Regions from separate parts of the Sus scrofa genome. Here region 2 is linked to region 1. A link is a contact called in public Hi-C data. All regions are on one chromosome and are shown on one strand. The core of a region is the stretch at or near the end of the contact, and the rest is flanking DNA. Distances in the headings are between cores, read along the strand shown.

Region 1 (6,040 bases), core at 2,404-4,903:
CTGTCACCAAATTTCACTTCAATTTACCAGGGATCCACCAGAGGATCCAAAATGCAAGACTGCTGGTGCACTGGGTTAAACAGTGTCCGAGGGTCATGACCGCCTAGCACCTGGGAACATGGCATTGGGAAACAGGGTCTTTGCAGATATGATCAAATTGAGAAGAGGGCATTCTGGATTAGAGTGTGCCCTCACCCACTAAATGATGTCCTTATAAGAACAGGGATATCCGAACACGGACACACACAGAGGGAAGACAGAGGAGGAGATTGGAGTTATGCTGCTACAAGCCAAGGAACACCAAGGATTGCCAGCAACCTCCAGAAGCTAGATGCAGTCAGGAAGGATTCTTCCTAAGAGACTTGAGAGGGAGAATGGCCCTGCCAGCACCTTGATTTTAGACTTCTAACCTCCAGAAGTGTGGAAAATAAATTTCTGTTGTCTTAAGCCACCCAGTTGGTGGTATTTTGTTATAGCAGCCCGAGGAAATTAATACAGCTGGCAAGTCAAGGCAAATGCAAAGGGAGCCACCTCCAATTGTCTGGTATCTCAGGCAAGCTTCAAGACACACACTTTATAATTTCTCACAGAAAGCACCTTTGGAAACTGTGAACATCTACAACCCTAAAAAACAGGCAAAGCAAAGTGCTAGTTTCAACCAGACCAGTGAAATCCTTAGAGCTTAATATAAACAGTGAATACAGGATGCTCCAATTCATTTGGATGTGTTTCTGACCATTAACTACTAAGAAAATTGAGGAAACAGAATGCAAAAACCTGAGGGGAATGAGAGCAGATCACCGCAGCAAAGAGCCCAGCCCTGTGATAGAGCCCCAGGATCATTAACAGCATTAAGAGCACAGGGCCCTCGATGCTCACCACTACTTCCACCTGGATTAAGGGAGCAAGAGAGTGTCACCTGCTGAAGGACCAGCAACAGAATTAAGACACAGCGGCCCAAATTCCAATTTTTTAGTTAAAACAAGTTCCCCACTCTTTGCAGGAGGATGGTAGAAGGGAAGAGAGTCTGCCGCCAATATCTCTGTAGCATTTGCCTAATTTTCCTCAAGGGGCCGTGGACAGTATTCTGCCCAAGTCAGGCATCAGGGATTCAAACAACCAGACAGTCAGTGGCCTCTGACCACACAGGTAGGCTTACCTTTTGCCGCATGATTGACTGAGGAGGGAGGTTCATCATCAGACGTAGAGCTGAGGCTCAGAGCAAGCTCTGCAACTCTTTTCTTCTGTTTCTTGATAGGGGCAGTGCATTCTGGATCATTTCTCCTCTTCATTGTTACTGCAACCACAAATCCAGATAGTCAGCTGCCCTTGTCAGAGCCACAAGGCTCACAGCAGGGACTCCAAAATACAAACCATCAATGGGATGAAAGCTGGCAACCCCAAACAGCTTGCAGTGCCAGCACTTGAGTAGCTTCTTCCTCAGAATGAGGTCCAAGAAGGACACTAGCCAAGCTCTGATTGAAAAATGTGGAATTTATTGGATAATGTGGTGTTCACAGACCCAGAAGCCCCTGGGCCACTGGTGTTAGATACCAAAGTCATAGATCAACTCCACAAGCCATAGAGGGAAAAACACCATAGGCGGTTGTTATTCTACATTTTTCATACAACATTGCCCATGTGTGACACCACTGTACAATGGAAATTAACTGTGAAAGCTAATGACTATCCACAAATATTTCCAGAGTTCCCAGCCGTAGTGCTGTAGGTTAGGAATCCAACTTCAGCAACTCTGGGTGTTGTAGAAGCATGGGTTCAATCTCTGACCAGGTGCAGTGGGTTAAAGGACAGTATTGCCCTAGCTGTAGCTCAGGTTGAAGCTTTGGCGCAGATTCAGTCCCTAGCCTGGGAACTTCTATATGCTTACGAGTGTGGCCATAAAATGAAAATATATTTCCAGATTGAGAAGACCATCCTAGAATGACTGCTCTCATCACTATTATTATTGTACCAGGACAATTGAGAGATTACACAGTATGATACAAATACTGGGTTTTGATTTACTTCAGGATGTTTAAAACATGGAAGAATTGGGAAATTTTTTAAACAGAGTAAGGAATGGAAGCTGTGGTTGACTTAGGACCGAGAAAACAGAAGAATGGGAAAACTAGTGGGACCGGAGATAGCCTATCCTAGGACCTATGTACCGAAACAATAATTTTAAGGACAAGAACCCCACGTCCACAAAAAAGAATGGAAACAGCAAAGGCACCATGTCACCATCATCCATGCCCATGAGTAAGCATGAGAGGAGGGCATGAAGGGGGAAAAAAATGAGATGAAATAAAGTGATGATGAGATTCCTGAAAGCTTAATGAACGATCAAATTAAAGAAAAAGCAAAAGTAGAAGTGAATACAGTGTGGTTTACACTCTACTGTTTGCTGTAAGAGAACTCAGAAAAGAGAAAGTACTCAAAACAGGTGGGTGACCACCTGGGCTGCAATTCCTTGGTAGAGGAGAGGTGCATGGGTCACAGCAGCGAGAGAGTGATGAGATCCAAAGATACCACTGATCCCTTCATGATTCAAACATGAATCACCTTTCACTTCTCTCCAGCTCAAGGATGAGTCGGCTAACCCAACAAAAAAAAATCTCATCCTTCCTAAGGAGGCAGCCTCTTACTAGGGACAGGCAGGAGCTACCCTGGGCCAGTAGAAAGAACGGGAGACCGTTGAATAAACAGAAAGCAAAACCAGGCTGCGCCACATTTCACTTTAAAGGGCGGTCTTAAATTCCCCCCCACCCAAAAAAAAGGCCCCCCAAAAGGCCTATAACTTAAGCAAAAACTGGCCTTCTGATTCTTAGCGACTCTGCGGGAGACTGGAAGCACTCAGTAACTGGGTTTAGGTGGGTGAAAGGAAAGGAGAAGCAGTGTGCGAAAAGCAGGAGACTGATGCTCCTCCCAAACCACCATAGATTTGGGCCTTCCTAAATCACCTCACCCAACCTTCCCCTTTTCCACTACAAAAAAAAACTGAGGCCCGAGAGGGTAAGGCCACACAGCTAACCAGTGCCCAGCTCAAGTGACCTACACAGGGCAAAAGAATGTGTCCTGGCAGGGAACTTCTACGTGGAAGGCAGAAGGCCTGGTTCTACCTGCTGCTCCCCAAGGTTAAGGGTTCAAATTCCCTCTCCAGTCTTCCCTCCCCGGGCCTCGGTTTTGCACTGCCATCCCTATTCATACGGGTAAGAGAAGAGCTCCCATAAACCCCGGGCCAGTCTTCATTTGTAGATAACGTGAGTGTGTGAATGTGTGCGCAAGACGTTTGTCAGCAGCAGCTCGGGCTGCGCGGAGCTGGAGAATTGGGGAGAGGGCGCGGGGGGAAAGGGTATAAGGGAGGAGAGGAGAGAGAGGGGGCGGTGAGGGTCACGACCGCCGGTGGGGGGGCCGAGGCAGCGGCAGAGGAGTGGATGCTGAGCCCGCGCGCCCGCCCGCTCGCTCCCCCCGGGCCGCGCGTCGGCACTCACGCTGAGGGAAGAGGGCGAGCTGCCAAGGAGCGGAGAGGGGGGAATCAGGCCGCCGATGCCGCCGCCACCAGGCCTGGCCCTGCCGCTGCCAGAGCCGCCTCCTCCCTCAGTTTCGCTTCCCCACAAGCCCGCCCGGATCTGCCGGCCGCGCTGTCGCGCTCTGGGTCCCGCCCTGCGGGCCGCGCAGCTTGATGACGTCAGGGCAGCCCACTCCCTCCACCCTCCCGGGCCCAGGCCCCGGGGCAGAGCTCTCGGTTCAGGCCCGCCCCACCCCCTGCCCCCAGGGCAGTCCAGGGCGCCTGCGCAAAAGACCCAGCCCGAACAGGTTATAAAAGCTAAAGTATGCAAGTATCTTTTTCTGCTCTGGGAACGAGAACGGAATTCAACTCAGCTCTCTCTCTCTTTCTTTTTTTTTTCTTTTTTCTTTTTTTGCATTTTAGGGCCGCACCTGCGGTATATGGAAGTTCCCTGGGCCTACACCACAGCCACAGCATCGCAGGATCCAAGCCGTGTCTGCGACCTACACCACAGCTCAAGCAACGCAGGATCGGAAATACACTGAGTGAGGCCAGGGATGGATGGAATCCGCGTCCTCATGGATCCTCCTGGATACTAGTCGGACGTCTTGCTGCTGAGCCACAACAGGAACTTCCAACTCATCTCTCTTAATATCACTATTATTTTGATTTTATAGATCATTTTAATTTTATAGATTAAGACACTTGAGAGCAGAAATTCAGTCTTTTTTTTTTTTTTTAGGCCGCTGGTGGAGGTTCCCAGGCTAGGGGTCGAATTGGAGCTGTTTCGCCAGTCTACACCACAGCCACAGCAACACCAGATCTAAGCTGTGTCTGCGACCTACACCACAGCTCACGGGCAACACCGGATCCTTAACCCACTTAGCAAGGCCAGGGATCAAACCCAAAACCTCATGGTTCCTAGTCGGATTCCTTTCTGCTGCACCATGACAGGAACTCCAGAAACCCAGTCTTCTTGTTCACCGTTGTATCCCCAACGTGCAGCATATGGTACATCCACTGCAGATACGGAACAAAGATCCTGAGGAAAAAAGGAGTGCCACCTATGCCATCTTACCATATGGACACAGATGGCTTCCAATGCCAAACCTCTCTTCCAATCTTCAGACCAACGTAGCCAAAAGTCTTCCGAACATCCCCACTCGGTCACCTCACACCCATAAATTCAGGTCAGACCTTCTGTTCACCCATAAGCCTGCTCTTTTTCCTGTCAGAGTCACCACCATTGGTCCAAACATAAATATGAGGGGGGCCCAACCTTCCTCATTCCCTGTAGGCACCAATATGCACTTACCTACTAATTAATTTACCTACTAATTCTCAAATCTGTCCACTCTTCTCCATTCCCATTGCCACCAATGGTGCAGTCACCCTTTCTCATCAGAATTTCTCCAGTAATCTCCAAATCATTGTGCCTGTCTCCAGCTGGGATCCCTGTAGTGCATTCTCCCCAAAACCAAAGTGATTTAAACAAACAAGCAACTGGAGTTCCTGATGTAGCACAGCAGGTTAAGGACCCGGCATTGTCTCTGCAGCAGCCAGAGTATCTGCTAAGGCTGTCAGTTTGATTCCCAACCCAGAACAGTGGCTTAAAGAGCCAGCATTGCTGCAGCTGCATAGTAGGTCACAGTTGCAGCTAGGATTCCATCCCTGGCTTGTGAACTTCAATCAGCTGCAGGTGAAGCCATTAAAAGAAAAAAAAAAAAAAAAAAAAAAAAAAAAAAAACTGGAGTTCCCATAGTGGCTCAGTGGTTAACAAACCCAACTAACCATGAGGTTTCGGGTTCGATCCCTGCCCTTGTTCAGTGGGTTAACAATCCGGAGTTGCCGTGAGCTGTGGTGTAGGTCGCAGAGGCAGCTCGGATCCTGCATTGCTGTGGCTCTGGCGTAGGCTGGCAGTTACAGCTCCAGTTGGACCCCTAGCCTGGGAACCTCCATATGCTGTGGGAGCGGCCCAAGAAATGGCAAAAAGACAAAAAAAAAAAACAAAAAACAAAGTCCAGTATGTCACTTATTTCTTTCATGGATCATTCCTTTGATGTTGTATCTAAAAATTTATAATCATACCAAAGGTCACCTACGTTTGTGCCAAAGTTCTCTTCTAAAAGTTTCATAATTTTGTGTTTTACAATTAGTTCTATGATCCATTTGGAATTAATTTTTGTGAAAGATGCAAGATCTGTGTCTCTGCTAATTTTTTTTTTTTTTTTTTTTTTTGTCTCCTGTCTTTTTAGGGCCGAAGCCATGGCATATGGAGGTTCTCAGGCTAGGGCTCAAATTGGAGCTACAACTGCCTACATCACAGCCACAGCAACACAGGATCCAAGCCATGTCTGCAGCCTACACCACAGCTCACAGCAATACCGGATCCTTAATCCACTGAGCAAGGCCAGGGATCAAACCCTCATTCTCATGGATACCAGACAGGTTCATTAACTACTAAGCCACGACAGGAACACCTTGGTTCATTTTTTTTCAATTTGGATATCCAGTTGTTCTAGTACTATTTTT
Region 2 (6,358 bases), core at 1,932-4,431, 1.1 Mb before region 1:
TTTTCTCTCTCTAGCATTGTCCCTCAGACTGTGGGTTTCTGTGCATCTGCCACTGCCTTTTAAACGAAGTGCTTCCCGGGATCCTCTGTACTATTTCTTCTATGTTCTTTGATTGACCTCATCCAGGCCTAGGACTTAAATGACCAATTGTAAGTTAATGTCCTCTAAATCTCTTTTAACTCAATGTCTCTCCTCATTCAAAGACCTGTGTTAATTCAGCTGCTTATAGGATATTTCCCTCTGGGTACAAAGGTTCCCTTCATCAAGCTACAGTTACATTGCAGTTGTCTTTGAGGGAGCCTAATAAATTGCGTTCTCTCTATCTCTTTTTTTTTCCTCTAGGTAAAAGAGAATGCAGCAAGAGACAAACTATCATCTTTATTATTGAATATATTCCTTTCCTATTGCTGTTGTTAAAAATTACCGCAAACTTAGTGGCTTAAAACAACATAAATTTATTATCTTACAGTTCTGGAGATAAGAGATCCTACAATCAAGGCGTTGGCAGGGCTTGAGGGGAGAATCTGTTTCCCTGCCTTTTCCAGCTTCTAGAGGCCACCAGCATTCCTTGGCTCCATCTGCAAAGCCAGCAGTGCAGATTCTTAAAATCTTTCTCTCTGACCTCTGCTTTCATCATTGAATCTCATTCTCTGACTCCCACTCTCCTGCCTCCAGCCCACCAGACAATCCAAGATAACCCATCTCAAGATCCCTAATTTAACACACCTGCAAAGTCCCTTTTGCCATGTAGGGTGACATTCACAGGTTCTGGAGATTAGGACATGAACCTCTTTCAGGGACCATAATTCTGTATACTATAACTAACAAAGTTGGTATTGGATATTACCTGTGGACGCAGAGCTCCCTAATGCTAAAGTCTAAAATCAAATAGGGGAGTTCCAGTCTTGGCGCAGAGGAAATGAATCCAGACTAGGAACCATGAGATTGTGGGTTTGATCCCTGACCTTGCTCAGTGGGTTAAGGATCTGGCATTGCCGTGAGCTGTGATGTAGGTCGCAGACATGGCTCGGATCTGGCGTTGCTGTGGTTCTGGCGTAGGCTGGCAGCTGTAGCTCTGATTTGACCCCCCCCTCCCCCAGACTGGGAACCTCCATATGCTATGGGTGCAGCCCTAGAAAGACAAAAAAAAAAAAAAAAATAGCTTTACTAACTTGTATTCCTGGACTAGGCACCCTCAATCCCACCCCTAGGCCCTGCTCCTGGTGAATCAGAGAACACAAATTTCCCTAATGGAAGCTTTCTTTTCTTCTTTTCTTTTTTCTTTCTTTCTTTTTTTTTTTTTTTGGCTACACCCACAGCATGTGATAGCTCCTGGGTCAGGGACTGAACCTGTGCCACAGCAGTGACTGGAGCCACAGCAGTACAACACTGAATCCTTAACCTGCTGGGCCATGAGGGGACTCCAGAAGCTTTAAGAAGAAAAAATGGTATGGGCTACACATATCCATTTTCTCCTTTTAATTTCATCAGCCAGGAAATCACTGCTCCAGCGAGGAGTGAGCTGGAGGCAGGTGCAGTGAGAAGCCAGGATTATATTATGTACAAATGAATGTTACTTTGTATTGAAGGAAACATGATGAGTGAAGAATAAATGTTTCCCCAACATATCCATTTTTGAACTTATCATCATATCCCACAAATCTGATCATCCTCCTCGGACTGTCACTGTTATTATCTAGTACCTTAGATCAGAAACTTATAGACGTTCCCATCGTGGCACAGTGGTTAACGAATCCTCAGTGGTTAACGGAATCTGACTAGGAACCATGAGGTTTCGGGTTCAGTCCCTGGCCTTGCTCAGTGGGTTATGGATCCAGCATTGCCTTGAGCTGTGGTGTAGGTCGAAGATGTGGCACGGATCCCGCATTGCTGTGGCTCTGGCATAGGCCAGTGGCTACAGTTCCAATTAGACCCCTAGCCTGGGAACCTCCATATGCCTCGGAAGTGGCCCTAGAAAAGGCAAAAAGACAAAAAAAAAAAAAAAAAAAAAAGAAAGAAACTTGTAGATAACTTAGACTCATTCTTCTTCACATCTTGTTAAATGTCCCCACCATTTACCCCGGCACCCATACTAGAAACTTGGCCTACTTGTCTTTCCCTCACTCAGTGCTGTCAACTCTACTACCTCAACAGTGCTCACCTCTATCCCTTCCTCTGCCTATTCCCACTGCCAATGCTTTGGTTAAGCCTCTGACCACTTCTTATGTGGAGTACAGCTATGACCTCGTAATGGTCTTCTGCCTCAAGCTTTGCTCTTTCTGTCCATTTTCACTTGCATACCTTTACTCACGAAACTTTGTCTGGAATTAAGCATGCTTTCCAGTTATTGTCTCCAAATCCCCACACCCCGGACCTCCAGTTTGCCCACAGATCAAGCAGAATTGACTGTCCAACAAGCAGGATCAGATTTGTACCTAGGTTTCCCTGACTCCAAAGTCCAGGCTCTTAACTGCTCTTGCCCGACTGTTTTCTCTTATAAAAAAGATGTTTTAAAGTCCAGTGAGCCTTATACTTTAAAAACACCTTTGCATACATTATTTTCTTTTAGCCGCACAATTCTCCAACGTAGGCAGAATGGGTAGTTATCCTCATTTATAAAATGAGGAAACAGTCTGGGGAATTAGGCCAGGTCCGTCACACGCTGCTGCTAGTGAACGAGTGTCATTCAGCGGTCTTCCACATTAGCCGTGCACTCAGCCCCTTCTGGTCCCAGTCTTTGGAGAGACTTCCTGAACGCTGCAGAACTGGCCGTGGTGTCCTCCCAACTCTGGACAAGGCCGCTGCTCTTTCCACGGGCGCCCCAGCGATTGCGACAGGGACCTTCCCACTTGCAGTGACGCAATCAGTTACGCCAAACAGTGACGTACACTGACATGACTTACCCTGAGCCAGGTGCCGGCAGGACGGCCACACCCTGGGGCCCCCTACTCTAGAGGGCAGCGGGTCTCGCGGGTGGGGTAAGCCGCAAAACCCGCGGGAGGTAACTCCGGGTCCTAAATCCCCGGATCCCGCGGGCCCGCCACCGATCGGTTGCTAAGTGACGCCAGCGCGCAGAGGCGCGTGCGCGGCCACGGCGGTGTGCGTGAGAGCGGACGCGCGCCGCGGCGGCGGCGGTGGCGAGGACGGCGGTGACGGCAGCGGCCGAGGGGGCGGTGGCTACGAGGGGGGTGCGAAGCGGGCGGAAGAGGCGTCTGTGCCCGCGGCGAGGTCGCAGAGGAACATCGTGGGAGTGAGTAGCCGCGGCCTCGCTGGGGAGGTGGGGCCTGGCCGCACCTGCTGCGCGGGCCCGGGGCGCGGGGACGCGCTCCCCTCCATGCCCCGCAGCCGCTTTCTCCGGGGGCGGGGAAGGAGCGGGGACAGAGCGGGGACGGGGGCTGACGAGGGTCAATTCTTGGGCGCGGGCGCTCTGGCAAGCGGCAGCCGGGGATCAGCGAAGCCTCTTTAGTCCTGAAAGGTGTCGTGGGGAGCAGGCGTCGGGGTGGGGCGGTGGTTCGGGGTGGCTCTGCCAGGCTTCGGACCGAGAAGTCGGAATCCCGAGAAGCCCGGGTTCCCGGAGTAGCCTCACCTGCTGCCCCTCGAGACCTGGCCGAGGCGGAACCGGGGACGCTGTGATTGGGGTTCGGAAAGTTTGGCATTGCTGGGGCCTTCAACGCCCCTGCCCTGGCTGGGCCCCGAGGAGGAGAGGGTTGTTATGGAGAGAGTTGTGAATCTGTGCCTGCGTGCGGCATCAGACACACCCACGACCTGGGGAAGGCGATCTGTCAGTGTAGAGGGGGCGGCCAACCTGTTGCCTGGTGTTTCCAACTTCATGGGTGTGTGCACGTGTTTAATGCACGCACAAAACTTTGGCGGCCCTGAGCATTTTTATCACATTGTTGCTGCAGATTTTGAAGCCAAGGGACAGATAGCCATCTATGGTTCTTCTTCCTATACTCAAATCACCTGTTTTATTTCCCTAAACTATGTTGCTCTTCTGTCATTATTAGGGCCAAGGAAGTGTGGAGGCGGTGGTTTTTGTTTTTCTTAAAAGTAATGGAGGCTTGCTGTTTACTAGGCAGAAAATACAGATTCTGTTCGGCGTGTGGGCTAGAAAATGTAGATGGTCTTACAAGCTTGATTGGAAAGGTGCAGCTAATTATCAGTCCAGTGCTTTCTTCTTGATGCGCTGGACTCCCTCGTGGGTAGATGTGTGATGGGTGTAGTGACCATGCTTGGGAGAATGGAGTATGGGAGGTAGAAAAGCAGTCAGCCTTTTCTGACTGTTGATGAAGGCAGTGCCTAGAACCGGCAGAAAGAGACTATACTGACATTTAATCATGATTTGTGCAGGAAATTAAAAAAAAACAACTTGTAACTTTCCATTTAGCGTTAAAATTCTGTGATTCAGTTGCATCACTGAGGATCTGTAAAGTATGTTGCTTGAGGTTCTTTCATCTTGGAACCAGTGACAACCTTGCTCCGTTACTTGGAATTCAGTATCTTGCGCGCTGAAATACAATACCTTTTAGGACAGAAATCATGTTTGTTTTCTTCAGGGCCATATCTCTAGTACCTACGAAAGTGCCTGCCACAGGATAGGCACGTAATAAATATTTATTATATATGACACCACGGATAAGTCATGGGTCAGTGTATAGCAAGCATTTAACTCAGTCCTTCAAGTAGTTAATACCTTTGTCCCCTCTGCCCGTTATTATGCTATATGTGGGAAGAGGATTGTGGGATTACAAATGACATAAAAGACCTGTTTTTTTTTTTTTCCCCCTTTAAAAGCAAACAGTCTAGCTAGGAAAATAAAACATGTAATATAATTATGAAACCAAATGAGGTGTGTAAACAGGTGTTATGTGAAATGCTATACTTTTGAGTGTAGTAGAAGTTTAGAAGAGATAAGACTTGTGGGCTGAGTGAGTGAATTCTTTGGGAGAGGTAAGATTTGATCTTGTCTTTGTCATTTTTCTTTTTCTTTCTTTTTTTTTTTTTTTTGCCTTTTCTAGGGCAGAGAACTAGACTTCTGTCTTCTTTGGGAAGCTGGGTGCCAGTGTTCCTGGATTTTCTTTTTTTTTTTTTTTTGGCTGTCCTGTGGCATATGGAGGTTCCCAGGCTAGGGGTCTAATCGGAGCTGTAGCCACCGGTCTATGCCAGAGCCACAGCAACTCGGGATCCAAGCTGAGTCTGCAACCTACACCACAGCTCATGGCAATGCCGGATCCTTAACCCACTGAGCAAGGCTAGGGATTGAACCCGCAACCTCATGGTTCCTAGTCGGATTTGTTAACGATTTGGAACTCCTGATCTTGTCTTTGAAAGAAGTGTGAAATTTCTCTTAGAGAAGAGATAGTCGTATGTTGAGAAAACTGTGAATTTGGTCATTGGGTGATATATTGAGGCACTTTACATGTCCTATGAGTGGAGCAGAAGTCTCTGATAGGGGAGATTTGGGAAGATAAGGTTTAGCAGGTGGGGAAGGGCAAGTATTAAGACTAAGGCAGGTTTATCACCATTCCACTGATAACAAGATAGAGCCTGCTTGAGAGGGGTGGGAGTTGTGTTACTCAAAGTAGAGTCTTAGACAAGACTAAGTGTTATCTTTACTTAAAATGAAAGGATATTGTAGTTAAACCAGAATCAGATTGAACCAAATACTGTAGTTGAACCAAATCAGAGGTACAATATACCTCTGATTTCAGTTACTAATTAGAATAAATGCCTCACTAATGTGTCTGTATCTTCTGTACTTAGTCAGCAGCGCATGTCCTCATTTCTAAAATCTACCTGATGTGCTTGGGCTGATCCATTGGAAATTTCCTGAAATGATGTACCCAAAGCAATTATCCAGCCACTCTCGGTGACACAGTTTTGCTTAGGATTATCTCCTTTAGTGGCCTATGAAGTTTGTAGTTACCGCTGACCTTGTAAAAATACAAATAATGTTAGCTGGAAAAGGGTCATTTGAAGAAAGGGTGCTCAAAAATATTGACAAAAAGATTTGAGAAAGTTAAAGGTGCTGTTGCTAAATATTGAACCCTTAGTCTTCATCTTTTGTTAAGTGAGCATTCTTTTGACTGTTGCATAAACCTGAAGTTGTATTGCCAACCTTTGTAATGTTGCAACACCAAATGTTGCATTATTTAATAACTCAGCAAATATTTATTGGGTGCTGGCTAGGAAGACAAAGAATAAAATGCAGTATACCTGAGTTACCAGGAATTCATGAGAGGAGACAAACACTAATCATAATTTTTATGAGAAGAGTTCATCACTCTTTTTTTTTTTTTTGTCTTTTTAGGGTCTGCAGCATATGGAAGTTCCCAGGCTGGGGGTTGAATTGGAGCTG

The links. A called contact is a pair of places that touch in the nucleus more often than the background predicts.
Region 2: a Hi-C map of liver shows a contact between it and region 1, with 3 times the contacts expected there. The contact joins the promoter of BTBD9 here to the promoter of CMTR1 in region 1. A contact is called at or near these places in 1 of 5 promoter capture datasets (liver) and 1 of 47 Hi-C or Micro-C datasets (liver).

The regions. Positions count from the first base shown.
Region 1 is chr7:32,998,112-33,004,151 of Sscrofa11.1, reverse strand. It overlaps CMTR1 (cap-specific mRNA (nucleoside-2'-O-)-methyltransferase 1), which reads right to left and starts at 3,653. Exons shown (of 25, transcript XM_001924210.5): 1 at 3,492-3,653; 2 at 1,160-1,297. The coding sequence starts at 1,292.
Region 2 is chr7:34,119,420-34,125,777 of Sscrofa11.1, reverse strand. BTBD9 (BTB domain containing 9) reads left to right here and starts at 3,181. Exons shown (of 12, transcript NM_001243303.1): 1 at 3,181-3,250. LOC110261680 (a long non-coding RNA gene) reads right to left here and starts at 2,897. Exons shown (of 5, transcript XR_002346133.1): 1 at 2,302-2,897; 2 at 468-578.